Regions from separate parts of the Mus musculus genome. Here region 2 is linked to region 1. Evidence: chromatin contacts called from public HiChIP or PLAC-seq data. All regions are on one chromosome and are shown on one strand. The core of a region is the stretch at or near the end of the contact, and the rest is flanking DNA. Distances in the headings are between cores, read along the strand shown.

Region 1 (2,700 bases), core at 25-2,524:
CTCCAGGTTTGGTCGCAAGAATGTGCTGTTTTTGACCATGGGCATGCAGACTGGCTTCAGCTTCCTGCAGGTCTTCTCTGTGAACTTCGAGATGTTTACAGTGCTTTTTGTCCTTGTTGGCATGGGTCAGATCTCCAACTACGTGGCAGCATTTGTCCTGGGTATGGACATCAGGTTGGAGTTGAGTACTTGATCCTGTGTTTCACTTGACTGGAGACAAGTTGTGATGTCCCTTGTGACTAGAATTCCCTAGTAAATAAACCTAGTTTACCAGATAAGCAATTGAGCCTAACAATGGTTCTGACTTCTGATGTCCAGTTCTTCTGGCCTCTGAGTTGTGGCCTCTTGGCCTTATTAGTACTTCAGTCATTAACTAGGATTCTCTTTTTAAAGGCTTGCATAGAAAGGGCTTAGGTAACAAGAAAGAAGGAGGCACACCAAGGGGAGATGGGCCACGATGGGCAGACTACCCAGGAAAGAGGTGCTGCAGAGCATTGGTGGCTATCAGTGTCTGGCAAGGAGAGTGAGTTGAGCAGTCCAGTTCAGGTTTTGGTCAGTCTACCCTTCAAAGCTATGACTTAGACAAGCTACCTTGTCCCCACTGGAAAGCTTCCCGTCTCTCTGTTTAGAAGAGCCTTGCTCTAACCAGTGAGACACTGGCTTCCTTCGGCTGTATAATGGGGAGGGTGATTGTTTTCTTTTCGCAGTTACTAGAACATTTTTCCACAAAGGATAATAGTTAGCATGTGTGGCTTTAGTAGTGACTTTGCCTTTGATTAGTTCTTCCTTGTGTAAGGACTTACAGGGGCCTAATGCTCTTTAGCATGTGTCTGAGGGTGGTGATGATGTTTTCATAAGAGAACTGTTATCCATAGACCTCAGAGGAAAACCCTAGGAGCAAATCAGAGCAGACTTAGTTCAGATGTAACCCTTCACAAAGACTCTCAACACAGAGCTACTTGTGGCTCCCTCCTTGTCTCTATGTTAAAAATGATATCACAGAAGATTCATAAGGAAATAACCCTCGTTAATAATTAACTTGACTCTTCCTTGTTTTGAACAGGAACAGAAATTCTTTCCAAGTCAATTCGAATTATATTCGCCACCTTAGGAGTTTGCATATTTTATGCGTTTGGCTTCATGGTGCTGCCACTGTTTGCATACTTCATCAGAGACTGGAGGATGCTGCTGCTGGCGCTCACTGTGCCAGGGGTGCTATGTGGGGCTCTCTGGTGGTGAGTGTGTGGCCCTGGCCCTTGGGCTGCCTACCCTGTGGGGTGGCTTCTGTGTCATATCCAGTAGAGGGCAGCAGTAGCCCTCAAATTCCAATTCTAGATCACAGAAAAAGGGGGTGCAAATTATTTGTTAAGTCAATTTATAAAATCTTTCTATACTCAGAAAAGCCAAAAAAGCACAGAATCCCAACACATAAGTGGGCATCTCCTCTGCCCTGTTCTAGGTTAAGCTAAGAATTTGCTGCAAGCAGATAGAGACCAGCCAAACCTCTGGGAAGTTCTCCCATCCCAGCAAGACCTGGGCTGTAGCTGCTTGATGCTGAGGCCCCAGACCAGGGGGGTTGGGAAGTAAAGAGAGGGAGAGTTCCAAATTGAGCTTCCTTGAATGGCCTTGCAGAGGAAGGCAGGCTCCAGCTGTGCTGCCAACAGGAGGAGATTGGGCAAGTAAAGCAAAAGCTATTCCAAGCCAAGAAGAATCCTGGCAGGAATTACTCCTTAGACTAGACTAGGGTGAGATCCTCATCCCTTGCACAGTGGAGATCATCCTGGACAAGAGTGGGAACAGAAGAAACAATGGTTCCTGATTATGAGAGAGGAGAGAGGGCTGCCTGGTCACAAGGATAAGGAAAATAGCCACCAGTCTCCAGCCTTGGTAACAATGCTGTTTTGTGGAGAGAGACTGACAAGTCTATTGAGTAAATCGGAGGTGGAGTAAGGAAGAGATGGATGTCAAGTGATCCCTGCAGAAGGTCCCGTGCCTCACAGGGACAGAGTAGACATAGCAGGATCTGGGTGGGCCTGACTCAGCAGAAGCCAGGCATCAGGAGCCCATGTAGTACCTGTCTCCTTAAAGCCCAGAAGGGGGCGCCGCCATTGCAGACATGCAGGTGCCAGCCAGAGTGGAGATCCCCTTGGGATGTATAGGAGGACGCTTCAGGTTTTGCCCACTTCAGTCAGTGTTCAGCAGAGCTCATACCTCAGGTAGTTACTGGGCTATCTTTATTTCTGGCTTATGAACACCAGACATTCCACACACCTGCCTCTCTGTCTGAGGCCTCATTTACCATATGTAGCTAAGCCAAGTCCAGCCTCTGGAGAGCAAGTGAACAGGAAGTCTCACTAGATTGCATTGTCTTCCAGGTTCATCCCTGAGTCCCCACGATGGCTCATCTCTCAAGGCCGAATTAAAGAGGCAGAGGTGATCATCCGCAAAGCTGCCAAAATCAATGGGATTGTTGCACCTTCCACTATCTTCGATCCAAGTGAGGTAAATGCCACGTGGATGCTGCTGGGGAGGCTCACACTCACCATCTTAGGTCAGCAGCATACAACACAGCTCACAGGAACTTAGCCCTTGCCTTCCCTAAGCCATGGCCACCCCTAAGGCAAGGGGTGTTAAAATGCAGAAGTTGGAGGAATAGAGAGATGATTCAGTCTGTAAAGTGCTTGCCACCCAAGCATCAGG
Region 2 (2,700 bases), core at 39-2,538, 110 kb before region 1:
GCAAGCTGAGCACCAGCATTTCTCTCTCCTGGCTTCCTGACTGAGGCGACTGTGACAAGCTGACTCCTGCCACCCGGCCTTCCCAGAGTGACCGACTCTACCCTCTAAGCACAAGCCCAAACCTCTTCTCCCTTAAATTGCTTTTGTCTCTGTAACCAGAAAAGTTACGAATACAACAGCTACCAAGACAATTTTAATGATAATGTGCATCTGCTGTACACACCTGTTGTCCCTGCTACTAGAGAGGATGAGGCAGGTGGTCATTTGTGACCAAAGTTGCAGGTAAAGCCAGGGAAATACAGTAGGCCCCATCTAAATAAGTAAATAAATAAATAAATAAAATTATAAATGTAACTTCTCATTTCATTTGACAATATTACTTTAGAATTACACAATTGCTATTTTTATACCTTATCTTTTTAATTTTAGGAAATACTATTTGCACAAAACAATGGATTTCATTGTAAGGCTCTGTGTTTGTTTTAAGACGGGTTTCACTGTGTAGTCCTGACTGGCCTGGAACTATGTAGATCACCAGTCAGCTCCTGAATTAACTGTAAAAAATAACTAATTTGAGGGTATAATCCTAGACTAAGATCCTTAATCTTGAAGTTAAATTTTTATATTTGCTTAAGTCGATTTGATGAATAACTGAATGATTTCTTAATCTTTAAAAACATAAAGCACAGAACAGAGCCTAGAAATTGAAATTCATTGCCCACAGCCTCATGACCACAGCCTCAAAATTTGTCTCAATCTCTTAATGATTATTATAATATGACATTATGTGAGTGGGCGTTTTGATTGCATGTATGTCTGTGCACTATATGTGACAGGGGACCAGAAAAGGGGATTAGTTCCCCCGGAACTGGAGTTACCAGAAGGTTGTAAGCCTCCAATGCGTGCTGGGAATTGAACTCAGGTCCATTGAAGGAGAAGACTTTTGGTGGGATACAATCCCTTTCTGACCCATAACAAAAAGTTGAGAGGGTGTTTCATACCGAAATCCTACGCCTTTCTCCAAGTCAACACCCAGCTTGGTCACAACTTCCCCCAAAGGAGCCCTGGGGACCAGCTCGGGGTTGTGGCTTGAGAAGACCCATCCCTCCCTCTAGCAGCAGCTTCGGGGCGGGGACTACAGCGGCCCCGCCCCCAGCCCGACTCGCTCGGGGGGTGTGGCTTGAGAAGACCCGTCCCTCCCTCTAGCAGCAGCTTCGGGGCGGGGACTACAGCGGCCCCGCCCCCAGCCCGACTCGCTTGCTCTCGACTGGGAAGGACTTTACCTCAGGGCGTTCCTCAGCGAACAGCTCAGAGTAGTAGGCAAGGGACTCCTAGGCTCCCTCACACCCGCGCAGTTCTGAAGCCAGGCTCCATCCCGCTTCCGCACTGTCCAGCCAGCTCGGAGACCGGGACCAGACCCGCCTCACGTACAGGCGCGTCCAGTGCCCACTACGGATCACTCAGACTCCTGCCGCGCCCACCCCACGGTTCGCCTCAGGACTGCACGGCCGGCCTTGCAGTCTAGGCCAGACTCCGCGCGGAGTCCATCATGGCCTCACGTCCTCGGTGTCTCTGGCGCTGGCGGGGTCTGAGGCGGCGGGAGGAACTCACGAGCTTCTCCGTGTGGAAAACGTCTCCCGACGCTTTCTCGAACTCCTCTTCGACGAGTGACTGGTGCTCCGCGTGCACGGACAAACCGTGCGCCGCCCACTGCGCCCGAGTATCCTCGGATTCCCGGCGGGACGCCGTGGGCTGCCGACTCTATGCTTGACTACGACGAGGTGACCGCCTTCCTGGGCGAGTGGGGGACCTTCCAGCGCCTCATCTTCTTCCTGCTCAGCGCCAGCATCATCCCCAATGGCTTTACTGGGTTGTCAGCCGTGTTCCTGACGGCGATCCCGGAGCACCGTTGCCGGATACCAGACACCGTGAACCTGAGCAGCGCGTGGCGCAACCACAGTATCCCGATGGAGACGAAGGACGGACCAGAGGTGCCTCAGAAATGCCGCCGCTACCGACTGGCCACCATCGCCAACTTCTCTGAGCTAGGGCTGGAGCCGGGACGGGACGTGGACCTGGAGCAGCTGGAGCAGGAGAACTGCCTGGATGGCTGGGAGTACGACAAGGACATCTTCCTGTCCACCATCGTGACAGAGGTAGGTGACAGCCCCCCTGTCAGGGTCTGGTGACATCGCAGGCAATGGTTGTTCCTTAGTTTAACCACAAGCTCCCTGGTGATGAGCATCCTTTAAGAACATTTTATGAGATGACTTCTAGCCATAGTACGCCCCTCAGAGGACAAATGTCTGGCAGACCATCCGTCCATAGGGTCCCATTGAAGATAGAGTCCAGAAGGTTCTGCCCCTAGGAGATGCCCTGAGACCCTGAGTGGTGGGACTTTCTCGAGGTAGTGATGTGATTCAGAGGGGCCGGATTCAGACTTGCTCCAGAGAAGAGACCACAGGTTTTAGCCTCTGTTCAGAAAGGAAAGACTCTTTGCAGAACTTTTTAAAGTTAAAGAAACGTGTGTTCCAAACTCTCTACCCTTTCTGGAGTTATTCTTTCTTCCCTCACCTATCCTTACCCCAAAATGAAGTCTTGCCATGCCCCAGGAGAAACTGTTTTCCATTTGCCAGCGATGGATTGTTACTTCTTAAGGACCCATGTGTCTGCAGATCTATCCAGGGTGACTTGTTGGTA

Evidence for each region. HiChIP or PLAC-seq counts read pairs in DNA pulled down with a chosen protein or histone mark.
Region 2: a contact with region 1 is called in an H3K4me3 HiChIP or PLAC-seq map of intestinal crypt epithelium, with 5 read pairs. The contact joins the promoter of Slc22a21 here to the enhancer-like site in region 1. A contact is called at or near these places in 12 of 39 promoter capture datasets (the 3T3-L1 cell line, 3T3-L1-derived adipocytes, the SN4741 cell line and 7 more), 11 of 484 Hi-C or Micro-C datasets (the AML12 cell line, MC3T3-E1-derived osteoblasts, the N1E-115 cell line and 7 more), 4 of 115 datasets of contacts at active chromatin or transcription factors (bone marrow-derived dendritic cells, embryonic stem cells, intestinal crypt epithelium and 1 more) and 3 of 9 other capture datasets (adipose tissue, liver and pancreatic islet).

Annotation. Positions count from the first base shown.
Region 1 is chr11:53,873,470-53,876,169 of GRCm38.p6, reverse strand. Slc22a5 (solute carrier family 22 (organic cation transporter), member 5) reads left to right here. Exons shown (of 10, transcript NM_011396.3): 3 at 7-161; 4 at 1,064-1,235; 5 at 2,376-2,502. Among named protein-coding and RNA genes, the nearest start is that of Gm12216, 16 kb to the right of the region's middle. Within about 2 kb of position 1,274, at least 16 of the 459 cell types and tissues checked have an H3K27ac peak or open chromatin away from gene starts, as enhancers often do. A contact at or near this core is called in adipose tissue, intestinal crypt epithelium and stem cell-derived epiblast-like cells, where this site is marked.
Region 2 is chr11:53,978,921-53,981,620 of GRCm38.p6, reverse strand. Slc22a21 (solute carrier family 22 (organic cation transporter), member 21) reads left to right here and starts at 1,288. Exons shown (of 10, transcript NM_019723.3): 1 at 1,288-2,156. The coding sequence starts at 1,764. It overlaps Gm30927 (predicted gene, 30927), which reads right to left and starts at 1,590. Exons shown (of 4, transcript NR_168634.1): 1 at 1,284-1,590; 2 at 224-312.